Regions from separate parts of the Gossypium arboreum genome. Here all the other regions are linked to region 1. A link is a contact called in public Hi-C data. All regions are on one chromosome and are shown on one strand. The core of a region is the stretch at or near the end of the contact, and the rest is flanking DNA. Distances in the headings are between cores, read along the strand shown.

Region 1 (4,481 bases), core at 806-3,305:
CATCCAAAAACATCACAAAACTCATGATATCAACAATGACATTTCATGAAATCATTAATAGAAACATAAATTCAGACATGGGCTTGGTAGAACACGAAGCAACGATCACAGAAACGTAGAAATTATCAAAAACCAAACAAAATACACTAACCTATTCACTTAAGCAATGGCCAAATACTTTGAAGCTTCAATGGCTTCTTTTTCTCCTCCATAATCGACCAAGAGGTAAATTTTGCATGGCCATTTATGTTTTGTTTTTACTTATTACCTTTTAATATACTATTTACCCATTTACCCTTTATAATAATACATAATTTCATATATGCCAAACCAACTCTTCCACTAACCAAAATAATGGTCTAATTATTCAATAAGGACTCCCACTTTAATAAGACAAATCAAATAGGCACTTTTAACATCTAGCACACAGCTTTCACCTTTTTCGTGATTGGGTCCTTTTTTAATATTCAGTACGAAAACAGACAAATTAAATCACAGAAATTTCACAGATGCAAATTCATTCATCATGGACATAGAAAAAAATTTTAAAATATTTTTCGAACTCAGATTTGTGGTCCCGAAACCACTATTCCAACTAGAGTCTAAACCGAGCTATTACTACTATCTCATAAAAAATCGACAAAACAAACCCTACATTGTCGCACTAAAATTGCAATAGTAAATCACAAATAACCAACAAATCAAACCAAAAATGGAATTTATTTTCCCAACAAACCAAATAAGAAAGCACCTACCTTTCGATTTTGGGTTGCGAAAACTCTCACGATTGTTGAAGCTTTTTCGTTCCTAATAGTTTTAGGGATTCAAAGATTTAATTCGTAAAAATTTTAGGGATTTTAAGAAGATTTCGGAATGCTAAGATTTAGGTAGGGATTCAAAGATTTAATTCGTAAAAATTTTAGGGATTTTAAGAAGATTTCGGAATGCTAAGATTTAGGTATTTCAAGTTTTAAGGATTTGAATATTGTTAGGGATTCAATTAAGATTTCGGAGGTTAGGGATTTAGGGAATTTCACAATTTGGGGATTTTAGAAATTGGAAAGATAGTTTTGAATTTGAGGGTTTGGGGATTTAGGGGTTTTTTTGTTTTATGATTATTAACTTTGTTTAATTTTTTGCCACGTCATCAGTCAACAGAAATGTCACTTAGACCAACTTTTTTGACCGGCTGTTGACTAACGGACAGCTGACAATTACCGTTTCAATTGGGTTGATGTCTGAAAAATTCGTTAAATTAGAGGCCGATTTCAGGAATAAAAAGAATGTTAGGGGCATATATCCAAAAGCTCTCAAAGGAGAGCTTTTTTTGCAATTCTGCCTAATTTTTTTTTATTTTGACTTTCCTTATAGAGGAAGTTTCAGTTTTCATCATGTATCCCGTTCTTGATAAAATTTTACTCTCCTAGCATCTAAACATTTGATAAAATTATTTGTATAAATATCAATGAAAAATTTTAAATTTTCACTATTTTATAACCTATTTTTTAACATGTAAATTCCTTATTCCACGTTTTTCAAGTGTAAATGTTAACCAAAAAATATTTATATACTAAATTAACCTTAATTGTGAAATTCGGGACCAAAATTACATAAACCTATTATTTTAATCGATCCAAATAATAATAATTGAATTAAATATAGATAATTAAGGAAGATAAACTTAAAAGCGATATACAGAAATAATGGATCTCTGAGATGATGTGATCCTGATTCTGGATCCAGAGGCAGTCACACATATGACTGCAATAATTTACAGAAAGCGTGAAGATTCCAATTAAACAAAGTTCCAAAATGGTCACCACTCACCCATCTCTCTGTTTCGTTATCTCTAAAAATTCAAAGCACGCGTCAACCATGGCTTGGATGAAAATGAAGGCAACCTAAGGCGACAGTGAACATGATGCTGATGCCAAACATGAACCCATGACGCTCCCATGTCTTTTTCGCCGCACATCCTGTCACTCACCAACTCAACGTGTCCCTTCCTTAGAGGCCCTAATGGGAAGTACCATTTGTATCCGTAGGTTTTCAGGCTGATTCCAACACATCAAACCAAAAACTAATATCTTTGTCGGTTATGCATTCAAAGCTTTTTACTTATCTGACAACCAATCAATCAATAGCTTTTGCTCTTCTTTTCTTCTTTTTTAAATTTCATTTAGCTCTTCTATTATTCTTAGTTGAAACTGGTTCATCCTTTCGAAACAATAAAAAATGCTGCTGAGAAGCTCGTCAACACCAATCTTAAACTCATGGTGGCCAAATTCAAAAGTCTGTTCAATTTCATCACCAGAACCAGAATTTGGAGCTCTTCAAAGAACCAGCTCAATCTCATTTCACTCCCCTTCTTCCAATGATGATCATAAGCTTAGTAAACCACTAAACTTAGCTGACAACAGTATCCAAAACGATGTACCAAAACCAAGAAAAAGCATGGGGAAAGCCATAATAGCAACACCTCACTCTCTCCACGAACAGGCAAAGCAAGAAACAGATGGAGACAAAGAGTTAGAATCAGAACCCAAATCTTGTAGGATACGAAGACAACTTTTTTCAAGTTCTGGGTTGGGGGAACCAGTAGGTGATGGTGAAGATAGTGGTGCTGTGATGCAAACACTGGTTATGGGCGGTGGAGAAGAAAATGGTGGTGGTAAAATCTGTGGAGGAGGAGGATCAGGGGGCGGCGTTGGTGGTGTCGGGTCGGGGTTCTTTGAGAGTGATAGCACTGACGTTTACTATCAGAAGATGGTTGAAGCCAATCCTGGCAATCCACTTTTGCTTGGCAATTATGCCAAGTTCTTGAAAGAGGTAGTAGGATATAAAGACATTTGAGTTTTGTCTTCTTAATTACATGAAAATATTAATTGATTCATCTACCGATTGTAGCACAGATTAGAGGAGATTATAGCAGAGCAGAGGAGTACTGCGGCAGAGCAATTCTGGCGAACCCTGATGATGGGAATTTGTTGGCACTTTATGCTGATCTAATTTGGCATAACCAGAATGACATTCAAAGAGCCAAAAGTTACTTTGAACAAGCTGTTAAGACTGCCCCAAATGACTGGTAAAATACTTGCTTCATTTCATTTTCATATATATAACGACAATTATTCCCTCCACACTAGCTGGGGTCAACTAATTAACTTTTAAAATTGTAATAATATTTATATTAAAACAATTAAAATAAGTATATTATAAATTTTAGATTAATTTATGAATTCTAAATTATTTATGTACATTAATACACGATTAATTTCTAAAATCGTCATTTTACCAAATAAATCAATTCAGCTCCTATAATATTTTTGTGTCTAATTGAGTCTTAATCTAATAAAATTAATCAAATAGATCCTTTAACGACGTTGATGTTATTATTTAATGGAAACGTTAATGCTGTTAACATACACCACATCAGTAAAACAATTAATTTTTCAAAAGGAATAAAATTATTTTTAAATTAAGTACATAATTAATGGAGACAAATTTTCGTCTAGGTTCATTCAAACCTAGATACTAATTTTTCTACTCATATAAATTATAAAAACATAAAAATCATTAAATTTATAAAAAATTAAAATTTATAAAAATATATTAGAAATTAATTAAAAACAATATAATTTTATAATAATTTTTAAAAATAATTTTTAAAATAGAAAATCAACATCAACAGCTTAATCATAAAATCAAGATTAACAATTTTTTGTTATATTTTGCATTTCATTCTTGGAATTGTTATGTTTGTCAAATAATTTAATCAAAATGAGGAAATTAAATTTTATAAAATTTTATAAAAGACAATTTATGTTTATAAAAAATTATGGTTTTATAAAAAAATATATATTTATTCACTTTGTTTCTCTACTAGGTTATTTACATATGCTAAATTGAAATGCTGTGTGGATTAACCAATGTTTTCTAAATTCAATTGGTAATTGAACCGATTAGATTATCAATTCAGGGTTCGATTAATTTAATTAAAAAATTATTAAAAATTCAAAAAAATTTAAAAATTTCAGTTTAACTATTAGTTCAATCGATTTTTTTAGCTAATTGGTATCGATTCTTGATCTAACCGATTCAGAATCACTTTTTGGTCTAACTGATCTGACCAATTGATCTAGTCTGATTTAAACAATTCTGGCATTAACTAGTTTCAATTAAAACAATATTTAAACATGAAAAAAATAATAATGATGCAAGTTAATTAAGAATAGTACAAGATATTTAATTTATTAAAATAAATTTAAAAATTTTAAGCGGATTTCAATTGACTTGTTAATTAGAAATGTTAACTTTGCATAATAATTTGGCATATTGACAGTGTATTTTTTCATTTCATAAGCAATATTAAAAATTGATATTTGTCTCTTTTTTAGAATATTAATTTTATACTCTTATAAAATATTTATCAACCCTTTAACACTATTTGTGATATCTAACAGATGCAACAAATAATTTTC
Region 2 (4,481 bases), core at 1,155-3,654, 200 kb after region 1:
AACAATACAGTCAGTTTTGCACCGATTTAATTATTCCAATCAATGCACACCATTTCAGTAGTAAACCAAAACGATCAATTCATTTTTTCACATTGATAAAATTTTTAGTTTGTAAAATTGTATTGGCTCATTGCGTCCAATTCCAATTTTATCGGTCAGAGTATCATGTAACATCTGGTGCATAAATAATAATAATAACTATTTAAATTTACTACTTCTTTTACCATTATAGTAATAAATAATAATAAAAACTAACTTGTTAGAGTTTATTGACTTTAAAATTAATAAATAATAAAAATGAAATTTTATATATTAAAAAGTAAAATATTTAAAAATATAAAGAAATATAAATTTCATAAAAAATTATAAAAATTATCGTATCAAAAAACATTTTATAATTTTTCTATAACTTTTATTGATTTTTATTTTTATCATTTTTCATACATGTCACGTTGTGTTATGACACATGATAACTTTAATTAAAAAACTAGGAGTTGTTAACTTTAACGATCAACAGCTAAAGTTAATTGATAAAGGACTTTTGATGCATTTTATAAATTTTTATGATTTTTATAAAATTTTATAATTTTTAATTTTTCCGATTTTTATAAATTTTTTATAATTTTTAATAAATTTCAAAATTTTTATATTCTTATTAAAATTTAATAAATTTTCTAAAATTTATTTTTTTACAGTTTTTTCTAATTTTTATAAGAGCAAGGGCTTAATTGCTATTTTGAAAAATTTTGAGAATCTTTTAAAGTATTTTAAAAGTTCAAGTACTCAAATTGAGAGAAAAAACAGACTTAATTGCTTTTTTAAAAAGTTTAAAAATCTTTTGATATATTTTGAAAATTTAATTGCTCAGTTGAGTGAAAAAGGACTTAAATAGTTTTTTTTAAAATTTGAGAATTTACTACACCAGTAAGCCTTTTATATATTTTGTATGTGCTATGATTTTTTATTTTTTTGAATTTGTTAAAGGATGAAATTTTATTTGTTAATTTATTGAATGATATTTTATATAATTGATTAATATTTTTATATTTGAAATTTATTTAATTTTATATTTTTAAATATTTTTAAAAATTTGATAAATACAAAACGATATAATACCTGCACATATAAAATTCTAATAAAAAACTGATGCATCTACCGGTTCGATATTGACTAGCTTAGAGGTAGAATTAGCTATTCACCTTAAGTTAATGTCAATGATATTTAAACCAAATTGGATCCCTCGGTTGATTTGAGAATGGTCCGATCACTAGAAAAAACCGTTTGAACCGTGAACTAAGAAATCGGTAAAAATCCTGTCCGACCGGTTCTTTCGTCTGCGCAAGCCGATCAAAACAAACAACCTGAGACCCACACCCACCCGGGCAACCACCACTCTCGTCACTCGTCCATCCGGCCTCTCTGACTCTCTCAACCTCTCTTCACTCTTTAGTCTCCAATCTCCCTCTTTCAGCCTCCAGTTCAGCTGCCTTTAGCCATCTGCTTCTTCGACGACCATCGCAGCTGAAAAATGAGGAAGTCAGAAAGATTGGTTTGGTGATAAAGGACAAGTGAGAATTGAAAGGAGTTAGCGATAATAATTTTTTAGGTTTTCTTACTTTATGTTGGTTATGTCCTATGACTTAAAAGACGGTGGGCTAATTTAAATTAAACTTAAAAGCATAGGCCAAAGTTTATTTGAGGTTTTTTTTATTTTTTTAATTATTATGATTTTATATTATTAAACAGTAAATCAATTAAACTAAAATTAATAATTTGATTAATTTGACTATTAATCTAATTTTAAAATATTGATTTACGTACCACTTTATCATCTTGTTAATGAGCGATTAACTAAAATGTTACAAATCGAAAACATGTATCATCATATTATAATTTAATTTTTTATAGTTGAAATTTGTTGATTGTTTTAATGATTAAATGTGTAATTTATTATAAGTAAGATGCATTTTATTTAACTAATTTATAATAGCACTATAATATTTAAATAAGAATTTATGGATATTGAATGAATTAGAGGTGGATTCGGTTGTTGAATTCTTTACTTTAAAAATTTAATTAGAAAACGTGATTGTAAGAAATATATTTTTTATCATTTCCTAATTAAGTTCAGTCGGGCGTGTTATAACCGTATATAGATAGATAAAAATGCATTGATGAATCATGATTAGAGTAAGGTTCGGTCTAATTTTGATTTTTGAATTTTCTAAGAAAATTAAAATATAATTGTTTAACCTACCCGTGAGTCATGAGAACCGTAAGCCGAGATGAATAGGTAAAAGGAACGGTCAAGATTAAACCAAGTGGGTGGCTGATGAAAAATACTATGGAACCGCCTTCACAGAATGAATAAAAAAAGGAAAATTAAATTTGGACCTTGAGAGAGTCAGTCAGTCCATATCCAATTACGATTTTTTCTCTTTTTCTTTTCTCATAAATGCCCCTTTCGCCCCCCTGACTCTCATTCAAAAGGCCTAAACTCGAGATCTTTTTGATTATATATAGTTTTAGCCCTAGCTACCCCAGCTCAGGTCCAATTCCAATTTAGGGTTTTGTTTTTCTCTCCCTCGCTCGAACAGCGAACAAACAAACAAACAAAAGCTTTAAACTTCAAAGCTCTGAACCTTTTTTTTTGCCTTTGGGTGCTTCAGCCCAATTAACCGACTTTGTTCTCCTCCTTCATCTTCCTCCTTTGCGCTTCCCTCTGTTACCGGAAATTCAAATATATTATTTTTTTAATTCCTTCGGTCTCCGGGTGAAAACAAGCCTCTAAATCGGTGAAACTGTTGTTTTGGATCTGCTTTCAGGGTTTTGTTGGTGATACAACGAGGTATCAACTATTTTTTTAATCCTCGATTTATATGTTGGGTTTTGTTTATTTATGTCTAATTTTGCAATTTTAGAGTTTGTTTTCAGTTTTTTGGATCTGGTATTTATTGAGTATTTATTTTTGTGAGGCTTTTTTTTAAAATTTTATTCTTGGCGTTAATCAAAATTATGTTTCTTAGTGGTTTTATATTGGCTTACGTTAATCAAAATTATGTTTCTTGGTTGTTTTCATATTTGGCTTATGTTTTGCTTCATGTGCATCTTCTAATCAGTTTTTCGCCTTTTTTTATCCACATAATTTATTTCACTGTAATTGCTTTTCTTATGGGCTTCTTAGTGTGTGAGACTGATAGTTATTTCCTTTTTTGTGTTGCAATGGGGTTTCATTGAAAATTTTTTCTTGGTAGAACTCATAGGATGAGTGTGGTAGGATTTATTTTTCTCATTACATCCTCTGAGAAGCAGTCGTTTTCTGTTTCCTGTTTTCGTGGGTTCTCGTTTCTCAATTTATAAATGGTCAAACGACGGTTTTTTCCAGCACAAAGTCCATGTGGAAGGTAGAGATTTGGTTTTTGTTGGACTTGAGTGGTAAGGAGTTCAATGTTCCTTAATTTCGATCTTGTGTGGAGAAAGTAGGTGCTAACAAAGCTTTCCTCCCATTTAGGTGCTCCGGAAGAGCTTGATACTGGGGGTCTTAGGCAATAAATAGATAAATAAGAGATTTGGTTTTTGTGTCTTTGGGTTGGGGACCTGTGGATTTTCACTTCAGCTGAAGGCACTTTAGTCAAGTTGCTTATGCATATCCACTGGGCTTTTTGGTCCATAATGATAAGGTTAGCTCATCAATCTGGGCATGCCCACATTTTTAGGTATATAAAAGTTGGGTTTGATCCTGCCAATTAGCAAGATATATGGGAGCAGTGTTTTTTATTTTTTGGTTTATTTAAGTTGTCTTTCATGTCCAGATGTGGGAATAAATTGGTCTTTAGACTTTGCAGCTTTGAGTTACCAAGTCTAGTTAATGTGTTTATCAAGTTCCAACTGTTATTTTTCTGGCTAAAACGCATCTGCTTTTGTTTACCGTAGACTCTTGAAGGCTTTTTGAATTCTAGGCTTGGCTTAGAATCATTTCAAGTTTGTCTTTTAACCTGAATGTTGTAGTTTTAATGTTCACTGTAAAGCCAGCTTCTCTGCATACCTTTTAATATTCAATTGCTCAGTCTTTTAAGCCATCTCTTCAAATTTGTCTGGTTACTAATATCTATCTGAGGATCATAAAAATTAGTTAACTCCTGCTCTTGTTTGTTATTTTGTAAATTTGAATAACTATTGTCTCGTAGATAATGGAAACATTCTAAGAAGCTTGTCATTATTCTATGAGTTTTGAATCTACTGTGAATATCTAAACTTGCCTTTGGGTATCATCAATAGTAGTATTCTCTTCTACTACAATATGCTGTCTTCATGGTGTCTGTCTTGTGTTTTTTTCATTGACTTTTGAGAACTTTATCATCTGCTGTCTCGTCTTCATTGCAGGACGGTACATTGAGATGGAGACTGCAATCATTCCGGTTACACCTATTACTCCTACAGACAACAATGACCTTGTTAGTTCCGAAGTACAGCCCAATAAA
Region 3 (4,481 bases), core at 1,091-3,590, 140 kb before region 1:
GGCAACTAAGTTTAAATGGGGTAATTGATATTAGAGATTTTTGCTGAAACAGCCAGTGGAAGTTCTTGGATGGCGTAAGAAGAGCTACAAGGAGCTTATCAAGAAATTTATGTTGAAGTGGTGAAGCTTTTCTTACCGCTGTCAATTTTCCAAGCCAGGTTAGATATATTAAAACAGCTAAGAGGTTAGTAGTTATCTTAAGGGTTTAAAGAAAGGGCTAGAAATAAAACTTTATTTGCAAAAAGGCCTAGTAACTTTATTTGCAAGAAAAAAAGCCTATATAAATAAGTTGTCAGCTTTACAACTATTATTATTCCTATTATTTTTCTTTGATTTAATATAAAGAAATTAGAGGTTTTTTAAACCCTAAATTTTCTAGAGTTTCACCTTCTTTCTTACTTGTTTGTTTAGCCCTAATTCTTCCTATTGCTTCTATTTTCTCCCCTAAACCACATCAGAAAAACTCAGCCAAAATCAAGTAACAAGAACATGCAACATTTTTCATGACTTGCTGTTATATGTGTTATTTATTTTCCTTAATTTTTACATAGCTCAACATCCCCAACAATCAAAATATAAATCTGCAATTGATGGATCTTCCAACCACTTTTTTAGTTTTTAATATATTTTTAAATGTCAACAAGGTGAATGATTCTTGGGTGAATGATTTTAGGTTTATCATCCCAAGTCTAATTCAAATGCAATAAGGTGTTTTAGGCCACTTTCACACACCTGTGAATCAAGGAATGTACAGGCAGCTTCCAAAGCAACTTCCAGAGCCCTAAACTCAAAGGGCAAATAATCAGGGGATGTGCTCCCGTATACATTGTCAAAACCCCTACTGCTTCTTCTTCTGTTCAACTCGGGACCCTCTGATTGCCATACCTCACCTACTCCACTTGTAAGTCGCCTTTGTAACTCCACAACATAATGCAAAACATAGCTATCAAGGGAATTCAAGAGTAGAACCTCGTCGGCAGTGATAATACACCTTATCTGCTCTAAATTTACAACAATAGCCTTCTCTCTACCGAGGATTGTCGAGGGGTAAACAAACAATGGGTCAAGAAGCCGTAGGTCTCGGGCTGGTAGATCACATCGACGCATCATAGTGAACTTGTCAACCTCGATTATTTGCGAATTCCCAGATGTATCAACACGGATCCAAGATCTGAGTCCTTGGCCCCGCTTCTTTAACCCCGATAAATCCATGCCTTGGAAAGGCTGGCGTCCAGAGGCAGATGGCCGATAGGAAGCATCTCTAATGTTTATAGCCGACTGAGGTTTCGGTGGAAGCAAACGCTCTTTTAGGTCTGCCATCACAGAATACTGAAACAAATAACAAAACCAGTTAACGACAACACTGTATAATCCAGTTCTGAAGGGGGGGGGGGGGGCGGAAACAGAAAAAGTGGCTTTAGGTCTCAACTCTCAAGAAGCTCACTTTTCCAACAAAGTCTAAAAGCTACTCAAATATTGTAATCCAACTATCAAATCCAAGAACTTTTTACTTCAAAGCCTGAATACAATTCCATAACTAGATTAACCATGTTCATTAATGCATCAGAAACCAAAGCAACTTCCTTTTTTTTTTTTTGCAGCCTGAGATCGAAAATCTATCAAACGCATGAATAATTCAGCATGCGAGGTACAAAATTCAGCATCAGGATATCGCCTAAAAATGCTACCTAAAAATTGGCCTAGTTCCTTCCACAGCCTTATAATTATACTAAATAGAACAATAATAATATAAAGAAAACTGAAAATAAAGAGCAAAATCTATTTAAATTCCAACTCAAGCATAATAAATAAACAAAACAGTAACAAAAGAGTATATATTATTTCAAGGAGACTAGCTTACCTCGAATCAATAAAACTAAGATTTAACTCTCAGATAAGCGTGAAGAAGATATAATCACAGCCTCTGATTAAATAAGCTAATATCGACACATCAAAAACTGCAAAAAATAATTGGATTAATAAATTAAATTATAACAACATAAAGAAAATAGGGAAAAGGAAACCCTAGATTTGGAAAAGTACCTTGGCAGCAGCGGATGATTGAGAACAGGAGGATTTAGTGAGGAAGAGAACTCCTGGATCAAATACGAAATTTTTTACGTGTTTAAAAAAAAAAATAAAATAAAATAAAATAGTTTAAAAAATTTACGAAAGGCGGTGTAAGTTTTACTCAATTAGCTAAGACGAGAATCTTAATTAAGAATCTATGATTGAAATTTTTGATGTTAAAAAAGGATTTCTGATGCGGAGAGCCTTTTTTTTCTTGGTTGCTTTTATTAGTTTTGTCGGCTCCTGAGTCGTCGTGACCCTGAGGTTCTTTAAAAGAAAATTTTTAATTACTAGTAAACCAATAAAATGGTTTATTTTAATCACTATGCTATTAAACCATAAATAGCGTGGATTTTAAAATAATAAATTAAAACTGTGAGCCCCACCGTCTTATCATTTTTTTTCTTCCTCATCCTTTCTTCCCCTCCAAATCTCAGCCCGATTTTACAATAAGGCATAAAAAGTCCATTTTCATTTTCCAAACAGCTTATTCAATCTCCTTTAGAATTTGGATATTACTAGCACTGACTCACTCCCCAAATTTTTTTTTTTTTTTTGCATCAACTCAACTCAACAGTTGCTTGTATATATCATTATAAACTCTCGAATACCGGATAAAAGTTGTATAGGATCAAAACTCTGAGCTGATTTTTTTTTAATTATAAAGTTCAACAAGTTTTTTTTGTTAACTCGATGGATTTTCCATAGTTGAGTAGAGATGAAGCTGTTGTCGTATCCCAAATCCTCCAATTGTGCAGGCCGGATAATCTTTTCCTTGCAATCCATCTCCTAAAACCCCCCAAACCCAAACACCCTCTTCCCTAAACCTTTACTGTAATCTTGCCTCTTGAAAGCATGCACATACCTTCAATCTTTTCCTCACGGCCCATCTTAAATCTGCTCACCACATGGATCGTTCTATAGATATCAATTTATTTGTTCTCTACTTTAAGCTGTGTACTGATTTTAGAGAAACTCGGAGAGTTTTTGATTTGGTGCTTGTAAAATAAGATAATTCGTGTATTTTGATGGTTTCGGAGTATATTAAAGTGGGAAGACCAGAGAGTTCACTTCAACTGTTTTTTGAATTACTGAGGTTAGGAGCTGAGCCTAGTAGGTTCACTCTATCTGCTGTGATCAAGGCTTGTTCGGTTTTAGGGAAGTTGAGGATGGGATGCTGCTTTTATGCCATTGTTATGAAACATGGGTTTCATTCGGATAATGTAATTTTGATTGCGTTGATTGAGTTTTATGGGAGGAACGGGCAGTCGAATGAGACGTGCCAGTTGTTCGATGAATTGCGTGAACTGGGTGCAATTTGTTTGGTTTGTGTAAGGAAATGTTGAGGTTTTTGTATTTGATATTTCCCTACCCACAGTTGAACTCTCTATTTGGCTACCAGGATCCACCAAGTAGCATATCGGGTGAAGACTGTGAATCAACCTCCTTCACTACGATCCCCTCTACTTCCGTAGAGTATGAATCAAACCAATCAAGATAATTCTTTCTAATCAAAGAACTCCCCGAAGTCATCAAACCTACTAGTCCCGATTCTCAATAATTTCATGTCTGAAAATGGTTAGTCTTTTTTACCCTTCCTTATTTAACATGGGTATCTAATATGTTGAGTCACTTCGTTCAAAAATACAATTTAAGGGGACAAATTTGTATTAGCATTCGCAACTACATTTTTTTGCTATTAATTTTTATGTATAATTATTTAATAATTAAAATATAGATATATATGATTTGAAATATGAATAAAATGATAATTGCATTGTGCTTCCAATTTTTAATAAATAATACCTAACATATCAAAATCCAAAAATTAGTATGCTTTTCTACTATTTGAAAAAAACCAAAATTAAAATATAATTTTGCATATAGTAACCATATGATATAAAAAAAGAAGAAGAAGGAGAAATCATTCACCTATCTAAACAAGTTGGACTTTTAAATTGTAATCTCCTTTCTTTCATGTCACAAAAATCATTTATAATTGAATCATCATCAAAGTTCTATACAATTTCTTTTTCAATATATATGATCAAGTAACTTCCTAAATAATCATCTTCTATTTTATTTCCAAGTTTTGTTTTCACAATCTTTATAGCAGAAAATGAAACTCAATAGTGGTAGTTAAAATAGGAAGAGAAACAAAAGTCAAATTAATTTATCAACAAGTGAGTAAATGACTGACTTTCTTGTCTTCATAAACTCTTGGCATAATACAAGAATTAAGGACAAATTCTACAAATTTGTATGTTGACGAATATCAAGCTCAAAGTGTTCTAATTGAGATCTCAAATGCAACATCTCAAAGTTGTATGTTGACAAATTTTCTTCTTCTTCTTCTTCTTCTTCTTCTCTTACAATTTGTTAATTGCTTTCTTCCACTACTCTTTTTTCTT

What was found. A called contact is a pair of places that touch in the nucleus more often than the background predicts.
Region 2: a Hi-C map of leaf shows a contact between it and region 1, with 2.6 times the contacts expected there. The contact joins the promoter of LOC108486475 here to the promoter of LOC108464957 in region 1. A contact is called at or near these places in 2 of 5 Hi-C or Micro-C datasets (both in leaf).
Region 3: a Hi-C map of leaf shows a contact between it and region 1, with 3 times the contacts expected there. The contact joins the promoter of LOC108464958 here to the promoter of LOC108464957 in region 1. A contact is called at or near these places in 2 of 5 Hi-C or Micro-C datasets (both in leaf).

Annotation. Positions count from the first base shown.
Region 1 is chr6:75,579,594-75,584,074 of ASM2569848v2, reverse strand. LOC108464957 reads left to right here and starts at 2,055. Exons shown (of 3, transcript XM_053029893.1): 1 at 2,055-2,829; 2 at 2,913-3,085. The coding sequence starts at 2,236.
Region 2 is chr6:75,378,015-75,382,495 of ASM2569848v2, reverse strand. It overlaps LOC108486475 (zinc finger BED domain-containing protein DAYSLEEPER-like), which reads left to right and starts at 2,404. Exons shown (of 2, transcript XM_017790540.2): 1 at 2,404-2,848; 2 at 4,384-4,481. The coding sequence starts at 4,398.
Region 3 is chr6:75,717,104-75,721,584 of ASM2569848v2, reverse strand. It overlaps LOC108464958 (magnesium transporter MRS2-1), which reads right to left and starts at 2,340. Exons shown (of 7, transcript XM_017765237.2): 1 at 2,044-2,340; 2 at 1,862-1,958; 3 at 733-1,329. The coding sequence starts at 1,320.